2 separate regions of the Anser cygnoides genome follow, and region 1 is linked to region 2. The links are chromatin contacts, called in public Hi-C maps. All regions are on one chromosome and are shown on one strand. The core of a region is the stretch at or near the end of the contact, and the rest is flanking DNA. Distances in the headings are between cores, read along the strand shown.

Evidence for each region. Hi-C and Micro-C count contacts between places; a contact is called where the count stands out from the background.
Region 1: a contact with region 2 is called in a Hi-C map of liver, with 2.5 times the contacts expected there. The contact joins the promoter of LOC106041363 here to the enhancer-like site in region 2. A contact is called at or near these places in 2 of 7 Hi-C or Micro-C datasets (both in liver).

Annotation. Positions count from the first base shown.
Region 1 is chr25:5,007,100-5,012,709 of Taihu_goose_T2T_genome, forward strand. LOC106041363 (polymeric immunoglobulin receptor-like) reads right to left here and starts at 3,503. Exons shown (of 10, transcript XM_013189763.3): 1 at 2,768-3,503.
Region 2 is chr25:4,927,436-4,933,470 of Taihu_goose_T2T_genome, forward strand. All of the region lies in intron 2 of MAPKAPK2 (MAPK activated protein kinase 2), which reads left to right. Among named protein-coding and RNA genes, the nearest start is that of MAPKAPK2, 11 kb to the left of the region's middle. Within about 2 kb of position 3,551, at least 3 of the 3 cell types and tissues checked have open chromatin away from gene starts, as enhancers often do. A contact at or near this core is called in liver, where this site is marked.

The sequences.
Region 1 (5,610 bases), core at 2,253-4,752, 80 kb after region 2:
TGTTACCAAACAGAAGAGAGATTGTGGCAGTGATCTGCCAAGGCTGTCTCTGGTACCCCCTTGACGCAGACCACCCACGTCCCTTGCGGCTCCCACCCTGGGACAGGGCGCAGTGCAAGATAAGAGAATTTTAAAAAGAAAACAAGTGCTCGTAGCACTCCTGCATTAATCCCCTGTTGTTCGGGCACGATGGTCACTAAAGACATTGCTGGTAATGACCGCTCATGGGCAGCCAAAGCTCAGGGACCACGCTGCAGACCCAGCACCGCAGACTGAGACCTGTGCGAGCACTGGCTGAGTGCGGGCACGCACGGAAGGGTTTGAGGACCACGGTGGCATTTGCCAAACCAGCAGCTATGAGCCACAACACCTCACCAGGACCTGCGCCCAGCCTCCTGCAGCCAGACCTGCAGGCATCAAGCCTTGTTTTTTTCTATATTTCATTTTTTTTCATTATATTTTTTTTTTTCAGTGCAACAAACCATGCTGCAGCTCTCGGGAATGCCAACAGCACTCCTTAAACATCTCCCGCCGAACTGCAATCATCTTTCCTCCCTTTCTATTTTTCTTCCCTACAACTTTCTGCAGAAAATCTTTGGGCAGATTGCTGCTATCTGTTTTCAGATCTGAATAGAAACGGTGTTTGAGTGTCTCTGATTAGGAAGGGAATTACTTCCTTGTCTGAGTTAAAAATTGACCTCTAATTACTGCGGTTTTATCCCAAAGACTCCCTACTAGAATTCTTTGTTTAAGATTTGCATAACCCCCGCCATGGTTAAAACCTTGATAGGTACAAACCAGGTGATTTATTTCATACTTGTTAACACATTGAGATCACTTCAAAGCGTTTTGGAGATATGAACAAGGAAATGTCGGAAGCACAACGCCATCGTGAGCCTTATTCCCCGTCACGGTGCAGAGCTGAGCCCTGGCCGCCAGCACTGGTGGCAGTGTCTGGGGCTGGATGCCCGCGGGGGCCACGCTTCGGCTGCTGCCCCCCCTGGTCCACAGGCAGCAGGACACGAGGGGCTTGGTCCACGCAGTGGCTCTCTCTACGCCTTGCTTTGGGGGTGACGTGCATCGCTCCTGTAGCTGCGACTCCCCCAGCCGTGAGTTCCAGGCTTGCAAACCTGGCTCCCACCCAGCTCTCGGCCTCAGCTCTCGCGCTGCTGGTAGGAAGCGTGGGTCGGGGCAGCAGAAATGGGCTCTTCCCCTTTCAACACAGGCAGAAGCGCTGTGGCGGGGCAGCTTCTCCAATATACACCACTACAGCTGAGCTAGTGCCTTGCTCTTTTCCTTGTTTTGGGGCTGGGGACATGAGGAGAAGTCCTGGCACCCCAAAATTAATGAAAAAGTCTCTGTTTTTGCCAACTAGAGGCCAAAGTTCCATCATTTAGCTGGCCCAGCTGCTGTGATCCTGACATTCAAGTTAGTATCCGCACAAGACTTTTTTTCCTAAGCAGACGAATTCTGTGCTGGCATGAACGTGCTAAATTCTCCCTGGCATCAGGCCACGAACAACTGAGATGTGAAGTGTCTGCAAGCCCACAGAGCTCCTTGCCTCGCTCGGAGGTGGGTGCCACGCTTGCACAATCACCCAGCTGCAGTCTCTAAAGATCAGGGACAATTACTTCACAACCCCCCTCATTCACTTCTCCATTTCCCACCCTGCAGCAACAGGCAGGGCGTTAGCGAAGAGCCTGAGCCGTGCCCTCCAGGACCACCATGAAGGGCTTTCAAGCTGCTAATAAGGAGATTTCACTTTTTCCAGGAGAAAAGCTAGTCCAATTATCTTGGGTAACTTCAGCTGAGCGCCAGCCGTGCTCATTCAGCCCGCAGCACGAAATGTGTGCTTTCGGGGTTATTGACAGCATCCCCTGGCAGTAAGCTGCGTGCGATCTGCAGGTAGGAGATAGCTGGCTGATGTGCGGGCAGCTAGCCCACGTTGCAAATGACTTATGGATTAGATGGAAGCTAAAATAAAGCACCTTCAGTGAGGTCTTTCTCACCTGCCTGTCTGCGCTTGCAGCACTGTCAGGTTACTGGGCTGCTTTTTTTGTGCTCTCTGTGGGGTCTAATTGTGAAAGATCCTCTGTAGGGGGAGTACTGATGTACGTAGGAGAGTGGACTTGGTTTCCTATCGACGACACAGAGCTGCCAGCTAAATTTTAAATCCATTTAATTTCAGGATTTAGGTGAGGAGGTGTTTTGTTTTTAACCAGCAAAATAGGCATTTCTCACCCCAATAACAGAGCAGAAAGTGAAAAGAGAGACGGAGTTATAAATCCTGTACAAGCAGGCTTTACTGGGACGCATTGATTTTTTTTTTATCCTATCTTCAATTCAGTTCTGTCTTGTGAAAATGTTTATATGCACAGTTTTCTTCACCTGTCTGATTAAGCCACTATCCTGCTACCAACCAAAATAAGCTAGCTGCTGCTACACAATAACTGGACAAAGGGTTTCTCTGGGTGGGTTTGCATAAGAACTTGCCTCATCTACCTCATTTTTGTATGTGTTCTTTGTAAAAAGCCAACAATCTAATTTATAACTTAAAAAAAAACACAGTTACACCAGCTTAAAAAAAAAAAAAACATTTCAGCATAAATGAGTTATGCTACACTTACTACTATAGAAATAATCACCTTAAATTTCAGATCTGTTGCACATTGTAAGTGAAATCCATCAAAGTGGCACATACAAGTGCTGTCTGATAGCATAATACTCCGCTCAACAGTAAATTAAGGGCAAATCGAGGATCACCCACCTGAGGTCAAGATGCTTCTGCTGCTGGAAATTTTCTCCTGCACTGCACTCCGGTTTGGATTTAGTCTAATGAAGTATCTTGCAGCTCAGATGGTCTCTGCTCTGTTCTTGATGTTAAACTGTTTTTTTAATATAGTGATGTCCAGAGTTAAGAAAAATAGTGTATTTATTTTTTAAAGGCCAGGTATGCCTTGCTGAGCAAAATGACAGCCAAAATACTTCGACAATGGTAGAAATGCCACCAACGTACTGAACATGGAACCTGAAAAATGTTCATTTTTAGCCACCAAGTAAGTGATGTGGGTGACATCATGGAACTAAAATAATGAAGAGGTCAGGAGCAGAAATTGCGAAGTTTGAGAGGAGTTCCCCTGTTTTTCAGTTAACTTGCAAAGATTTAACACCAAACGACTGCTTCTAACTACTAGTAGTGAAATGTGATTGCTCGGAACTGCTTCCAGGCAGAACTTAACATGAAGAACGAACTTTGTGTGTCTTACCTCAAACTTCTGCAGTTTGAATGAACCTGACTGCGTTAACCAGCTCATGCCTGTCTGGTGCTATGCTCTGTATGAATACAGGATAAAAAGCTGTTTTCTGCCCCAATGTTTGTTATAAAATTATCCGAGCAGGAAGAATGTAGCATGTGATGACCTGTAGATAGAAGTCCCGCCTAACTAACATGTTTATTTGCTTGTTTTTTTGTCTGTTCTTCTTCTTCTTTTTTTTTTTTTTTCTTCCCCTCTAGTAATTCCTTTGCACTGCAGAGCATACTCAGATGCCTCTTCCACAAGGACATCACCTTCATAACCAGCAAAACTCTATTCAGCCTTCACAATTCTATAAAATGTACGTTCAGACTATTTCTTAAGGAGTTGTGGGGTTTGTTTCTTTTGTTTTCCATGCACTGCTAATCTCTGCTTGCAGGGCTCCATCCCACAGGTTCATCCCATGTCCTCACTTCACTCAGCTAGCCTGAAGAAGTCACCCTGGGAGCTCTGGAAGCGGCCAGAAGCTGGCTCTGGGAAGCTCAGGGCCCTGGTACCCAAGAAGCACAAACCAGCCCAGCTCTCCAGTGCTAAACATTGCTGTCTTTCTGCTGTAATTCCCAGGTAGGCAGCTTCAGTTACAATCAGGTTAATTGAAGAAAATTATATCAGAGCATTGCCACATAGCCTGATTGAACCAAATTGCCAATCAGTGAAGCAGACCAAAGTTGAGAAATCAAAGCAGCATGTCACTAAGGCACAGGGACTCGGGAATACCTTTACGCTCAGTAACTTGTCATTTCATAGTGATTAACTTCTCTCTAATTTTGCTGTGCTTCAACCATTGCATATTTAAAGTCGGGCAGTCAGTGGGTTGCAGGGCCTCAGGAAATGTGCCATCATTTCTTGCTAAGCCCAGAGTTCTGCAAGGTGCGACCAAAGCCCAAAGGCCTGGTTCACGTGGCAGTGGCCATGCTCGTTGCCTTGCAGGGGCTGGAGATGTGGCTAAGGGCTGCCCATTCCCGCACACATGCAATTCCTCTTCCACACTGACCAAGTCATCTTAATCGGCTGAAGCTTGGATGTGGTGGTCGTTATTTCAAAGCTAGGTGTGCATGGTAATGGTTGTGTTATTGCGGGGACTTTGCTCTATTTTTCTATCAAATAAAAATGACGGGTTGAAAAAGTCTCCCTGTGGCAGTTCCGGGAACACCCTGTGCTGGTCCTGCCTCTCTGCATATCTACAGGGCCTGCAAAATATCACAGTGTGAGAAATAGCATGTGGTTAAGAGCGTCCGCAGCGGGGCTGATAGAAACCACTTACTGGAAAGCTTTGGTCTGCCCCGGTGCAGCGCTGCCAGGGTTCAGAGGTCCGACTCCTGCACTCCTTGTACACAGGCATGCTTTGAAGACTGTGATCATGTTTTGTGTGAGTCAATGTTTGAAGCACTTTGGAATCTCCCTGGATGAACGCGTATCTCTATCAAGTAGTTTTGCTTTCTTTATCATGATATGATTACTTATATTGCAGTAATTTTTGTTGTTTTGTACCAAACCTGTGCAATAACCAGCTCACAATATTGATTGTACTGCAACGATATTGGTCTCTCTAAGGATGTTTTTATTTACCGCATTGTTAGCAAAGCAATCGGATTGCCCTTGTACTAGCAATAAAATGTGATGCATAAAACTGATGATAAGAAACGCCTAAGACTGTTGAATGTTATTTATCCGTGCAGCAGATGTGGCTGAAACGTTCAGCCCACGACAAGCTGCCCTCTCCAGGGATCCCCTGCCATGCCAAAGGGGCAGCTGGAGGGTTGTGGTGCAGCTCCTTCCCTCGGCACCCAGAGTCCCCTCTGCAGGTCTGCATTCGAGGGCTGAGGGAGAAGCAGAGCCGACGCCACCTCTGCGGGGCACAGTGGGATTTGCAAGGGTGAGCTGAGGATGGGAGCTGAGCTGCTTGTCCTTGTCCTTGCCCTGCAGGGAAACCACATTCTGGGCTGAGAGGGTCTCCCACAGCCCGGTCACCCCAGTTGGCCTCACCTGGCTGACAATTTGGGTGAGATTGTGCCTGCCTTAGCTGGTGAGCCCTGCGCAGCAGCAGTGTCCCCCGGGACCCCGCGCACTGCCACCGGGATGGGAGCTGGCACCTGTGGGCAGGCAGCCAAGGCACTGCAGGGGCTGCAGCCTTGGTGCAGAGGCCTGGGCTCAGGAGGGGCACCTGAGGTGTAGATTTGTGCCCCCAGTTCGGGAAGCGCTCGGCGTGCTCAAAGGTTGCTCTCACAATTGTTTTATTGCCTCCGATAAGACAAAGCCTACTTCCACACCACTGTTAATAATTCATCTTTAACTG
Region 2 (6,035 bases), core at 2,301-4,800:
TCTGTGTCAGAGCAGGACATCTAACGTCTCCCTCCTTGTCTCTCCTCCCACCCTCTTTATTTCATGCTGGGGAAGAAGCTTCCAGCACCTCGCTGTGAGGAAGAGCTGCTGGTTAAGAGCAGTTCCCTGCCCACGACGTGAGATGGAAGCCGGTGGGGAAGCGGTGCAGCTCCGTGGGGCTCGGAGGTGCTCTGGGTGCTCCTGTGGCCCCAGCTCCCGGCAGGGCGCAGCGAGGGAGGTGACCAGCCTGGCCCGAGGTGCCTGTCGTTAGGGATGCAAATCCTGGGCTGGTGAAGCCTGGGTGAGTAACATGCCGGGGGTTTCATGCTGATTACAGTGTGGTCTCTGCACGTGGCTGAGCAGCAGTTCCCTCCCTGGGGGCTGGAGCTGCCGCGGAGCAGCGTGCCGTGCCCCTTGTGGGGCTGTGACACCGCTGTCCCCTGCCAAAACCCCATCCCCTGCCAGACCTCTGTCCCCTCTCCTCTGCACGCCTGAACAAAGCCCGTCACCTCTCCAGCCTTGCTGCTGGTTCTCTTTGAATCCATTTGTGGCACCTTCCATTAAGGTCAAACTTGTAACCCAACGGACTTCTCAGGGAGTTAGCACTGCCAAAAATCCCTGGTATGCGCAGCTTTGCTGTTATCGCACCGTGTGTGCACGCACACCCTCAGGGGTCGGCGGCTGGGGACCCGTCCCTCCCCGCTCTGAGCCCCCTGCTCTGGTGTCCTTGGAGCCCCCCGGCAGCGTCAGAGGGATGCTCTTATCTCCATCACCCGTATCAGATGAGGATTCACTGATGGGAGCCCGTTCATTCAGCTTTGCACAGCTCTGGCAATACAGACGGGCTCTGTTCTGCAGGCCAGGCAGCTGTGGCTTTTACCAGAGCATCCCTTTTCTATTTCTTTCTATCCAAAGACCGCACTGAAGCAGCCAGGCGAGCGATCCTGGGAAGGAGGATCAGGGGGACGTGGTAGCATTGGGCGCTTTCCTCCTGCACAGGACAGGGAGATCCCAAGGTATTTCAGTCAGCTTGGAGGGGACACAGTTTCCCGAAACTAAACTGCTTGGTGTCATTGTGCCTGACAGGCTGCAGGGTTTGCCTTCGGAGAAGTATTGGGGCTGCCGGAGCCCTTGGGCCAGAGGGCGGCCGCACCGCACAAAGGCAGGACTGTCTGCTGCTTGGCTGTGCCCGGCGTCCCCCCGGCCCCGAGCCCTTTTCATCAATAAGTGGGATTGAAGGAGCTTGAATTCCTACAGAGCTGGACCCGGGAGCCCCCGGCCAGCCCCAGAGCTGCTTCCCTTCGCCCCGTGTCCGCGAGGGTGCTGGGTGTAAGGGCTGGCACGGGGCTGGCTGAGGAGAGGGGTCCCGAGCAGCAGTCCAGCTGCCGGGCAGGCAGCAAGAAATGCGGTGGTAGGTTTTTTTGATGGCTTGTTTGTTTAAATGCCCCTGCTTTTATGCTTTTATTCCCTTCCCGTGCTACTCTAACAGGCAAAACATGTTCAGGGTACGGAGCATCTGTGGAAGGATCAGCGGGTCTTCCCAGAGCCTGTTTTCACTGTGTGTTTATAAGGTGCAAGAGGACAAAACCTCCGCTATCGACGCCTTGCTCTGCGGTGTTTCCAGTGCCGGACCTCTTAGTGGGAACAGCCTGTGGAGACCGAGCCCAGCGGGTCCCTCTCGGTCACAGTGAGAGGGGAGGTTTTTCCTCTGACGGTGTTTGTGGAGGCATGTGCAGCCAGGCACTGGGTGATGAATTATGCATGCTTGCTGGATGAGGTATTTCGAGGTTACTGCGCTGACCGGGACGCTGGTCTGGGCCCCGTCCTGGCCCTGCCGGGCCTCCCTCCCTCAGCCCTTCCCTCCCTCCTGCCCGCTCCCCGTGCCCAGCGCGGGGCCGCTGCTGGCACTGCCGCGAGAGGCCAGGGAGAGCTAATAATAGCAGCTGTGTCCTGAGTGCTTTAATGAGGTGCCAGCAGGATGCAAAAAGGGCTTTTTAAAATAGAAGCCTAACTGTGTTTTCCTCTCAGCTGGAATTGTCTCGGACGCCTGGCGCAGGGGGGCCGAGCTGCAGCGTGCTGGGGGGAGCACGAAGCTGAGGGTGCTGAGCGCCAGGGTGCTGGGGCGGCCTCACAGGGGCCCACTGGTGCGTGGCAGGAGGCTCACGTCCTCCTCCGCTGCTGGGAGGGCCCCAAAGCCCTTTTCGGTTCCTGTTGCTCTGTGAGGCCACGTGGAAGGGTGGCAGAGGCCCACAGGGAGGGCCGGGCCGCTGCTCGCCTGGCCGCCCGCTCGCCCTCCTGCAGTGCTTTGAGGTCCGGGGTCGGCCCCAAAATGCTTCTCGTCCCTGTGCTTAAGGGGAAGGTGCCCACGGGGAGCTTGGGATCTGGAGCTAAAAGCTTCTGGCTTTTAGCCCGGGTCAGTTCATCCCAAGTGGGGGGATTCATACGAGGTCCTCTGCAGGCCTCGCTGGGTGCCGGGGCTGTGGGGCACCCCTGCAGCAGCAGGAGGAGGAAGAGGAGGAGGAGGAGAAGGCACAGGGCAGCCTCTCACAGCAAGAGCCCCAGTTCGGGGTCAGCATGCTGTTGGGCGAGATGGAGGAAGGAGGTGGGCGACACAGCTCTGTGAGCCTCCCCTTTCCCCTGCCCCTTCGTTAGCGCCCTCGTTATGTGCCTGCTGTGGGTCAGCTACACCAGCTCCGCTCCTGCCCCGTGCTTTCCCCAAAAGGGGACTTGTGCATCCCCAGGGACCCGGGGCAGGGGCTGCCTCGGGGCTGGCAGCTCTGGGGAAGCCGGAGGAGCTTTTAGGGTCATTCCTCCGTGTGTGGGGTGGAGGGACAAAGGCCGGAGGAGGGCGGTCACGGCGGCCGGGGGTGGGAGTGTGTTTGGGGAGGCAGCCGCGGGGCCCCTGCTTGCGCAGACAAAGGCGTGTTATGAAATCCCCGTGTTGCTCTTGTTCCGACCTTCCCCCTGCACGGCACAAAACCTCCTTTCAATAGGAGCAGCGGCCGCTTAACGCAGGAGCTGGTTACGCTTTGCAGGGCTGCATCCAGGCCACGTGGGGACCGGGGGCAAAACGCCTCCCAGCCGGCACAGGGCAGCCCCACGTCCGCAGCGGTGCTGGTCGGGTGCAAACATTGGTTTTGGGTATGGGGAAGTCTGTGCTGGGGGGGTTCGTCACCTCCGGGGCGATCTGGGGTGCTGCGATTGGGGTGCACGTCCCTGGGCTCGACTTCGGAAGGTGTTTGTGAGCCCCGGTGTTGACAGAGCCTGCCGAGGGGATGAAAAGCTTCTAAACAAATCGCTGAGGAAAGGACAGAGTGATGCAAAACGTGCCGTCTGTGCGTCACCGGGCTTCAAGGGCACGTAAATAAAACCTTGGTGATGTCCTGGGTGGCGAGAAGAGCTTCGGGAGCGCTGCGCCGCATCCCGTGGGCTTTCCCCCATCCATCCTCAGCCTGGCTGGGAGAAAGGGGCTCCCCAAAAACGGATTTGGTGGGCTCATCTGGGCCTCGCTGTGCAGACAGGCAGAACATGGCTTTGGGGCTGCTGGAGCCAGGGACCCAAAAGGATGCTTCGAGTGCCCGGTGGCTACTCAGACGGGCACAGACGGCCCCATGGGGCTGAGCACGTCTGTGTGTCTGCCGGGAGGGAACCCCACGGACCCGGAGCCCAGAGCTGGTGCCCTGCGCTGCCACGGAGGCACGAGGGTGCTGCAGTGGGGTTGCAGCAGCGGGCTTCCAAGCTGGGCACGCGCCTTCGGGAGGGAAGTGCAAAGTACGTAGGTCAGAGCTGAGTTAATGGTTTACATTAGTGCTCACTTCTGTATCAAACACACCCATAAATATCAGCCTCTTCCTATCGTAAAGCACATACATTGCACTTTTCCATTCACCGGCACAGCGGCTCTGATAGGAGATCTAATTAGATGCAGGACTTTGAGGGGGGGGCATCTGAAGGGAGAGCTGGGGTGGCCTCAAAGGCTTTGCAAGGAGGTGGCAAAAAAGTGTTTGTGCATGAAGCCCTGGCCTCAGCAGGGTGTAGCTCATGTGAAGATGTTCGCCCCTCCCTTGACTTCTCATTTTCCTTTCACTTTCTGTGGTGCAGATAAAAGGGCCTGAGATGCTGGTGCTGGTGGCGGTGCTGGTGGCGGTGCTGGTGATCTCTGCCTTGCTCCCAAGCCAGCCGGTCCCCTCCCTGCTCAGACCTCGTCTGGTGTCACTGTCACTGCCGGGGGGAGGTGACGTCTCAGCACATGCAGGAAGTGGCAGGCTGAGTTCGGGGCGTTTTGGCCGTGACGCCCCCCATTCACCCCCTGCTCAAGCACCAGTCCGAGCTGCATTGCTGGAACATGTCCTGGCTTGGGAGCGCTGGGCCCAGCAGTGCCGACGCGCTCTGCCCACCCTGGGGGGTGATTTATCACCTCTGCCCTCCTTGTCCCTGGGGAGCGATTTGTCCTTGTCCCACGGGAGCGTGACTGCACTGCCCATTGTGGCACCTACATCTGGTGAGGGGCCCTTTGGGTGCTGAGCCCCAGGTGCAGGGCAGGACCTGGGCCTTTCCCAGTCAGTCCCTGGTCACACTGGGGGAAGCTCCTGGTGCAGGCACCCGTCCTCATGCCCCGTTGGCACCAGCCTGGTTAACGGATGTCCTGATGCACCCCAGGACAGCCTCCTGCGTGACCGGACACCGAGGGTCTCGGTAATGAGTGCTGAGGGCCTGAGCTGGGACCTGACCGTGCAACGCAGACCCCGCTGGAGAGGGGAGCAGCGGGGGAGTCACCCCAATTCACCCCAACTCCGCGTTTTTTTGACGTGCGGTGGCGAGAAGAGGACGATCCCAAAACAAAACCCAGGAACCGAATGATCCCTTAATACTGTTTTTTTCTCAGACACACGAAGCAGAAACTGTTTATTTATCTTCGTTGAACACTCGCGGCGGTGTGCCGTCACTACGAGGCGGTGAGTCAGCGGGGACGCTTCGTGCTGCCGCCCAGCTGCCGTTTACCTGCTCTGACTCTTCCGCGAGCTCCGCAGCCCCCTCCTTGTCCCCGGTGTCCCCGCTGCGCTGGTGGCACTTCCCTCGGCGTCGGGGCAGTGTCCTCGGGCACCTCTCGCGAGGGATGGTGCAGTATTTTGGTGCAGGGCAGTGGGCTGTGGCAGACGGGGGTGTCCTGGCTGCACGGGCAAGGGGGGTGCAGGCCCCCGGCAGGTGGCTCCTGTTTAAGCCCCAGCCTCTCTTCTGCTCCTCGCCTTTGTGCGCCCGGCGAGGCTTTTGTTGCTGCCTGAAAAGCCTGAATAGCTGCCACATCTGTCATGGGCGAGGAAATGCTCAGCAGATGCCCTGGGCTGAGGGGGGTGGGCGGCGGGTGGGGGTCCCCGGCACCCCCCCGCAGTGGGAGCTTGCAGGGGATGGTGCAATGCTCACGGGCGCGCGAGGCCCCTTCGTGCCGGGGCTCTGCCGGCCCCGGTGTTGCAGGTCTCCTTGTGAAAGCGCCGTGCAATGGTTGTGTCGCTTCCCTCTCCAGCCCTCCGTCCTCTGCCCGCTTGTGAAATCGCCCGCTGGCGTCGCGGGGTGGGGGCTGCGTGCGTCTGAAAAATGCGGAGCCACGCAGCTCACGGGCTTGGGGGCTTTGCCTGTTTTGAGCTTCTGTCTGCAAGAGGTGTTTTGGGGGAAAGTAATCTGAATAATTCTCTCCCTGGGATGCTTTTTCCAAGCTTTCCATCTTCCCGGAGACAAATGGGGTATCGAGGATGACCTCTGGTTCGAGGCAGCGGGGGGATGAAGCCGCTAATGCATCGCGTGCGGTGACTGGTGGCTGTTACTGTCTTTCCTTGCGGTCTTTGTGCCCTGAGTGAAGCTGAGCAGGGAGGCAGCCCCGCGGCGTGGCAGGCTGCAATGTGCTACAGGAAGGACATTTCCTCCCCAGGACTGTGTTGCTGCTCCTCCGGACACATCGCCGTGGCACAAACCAACGGGAGGACGAGGTCTGGGGGCTGAAGGCTCTTGTCTGCTGCTCCGTGCACGGGCAGCCCACAGGG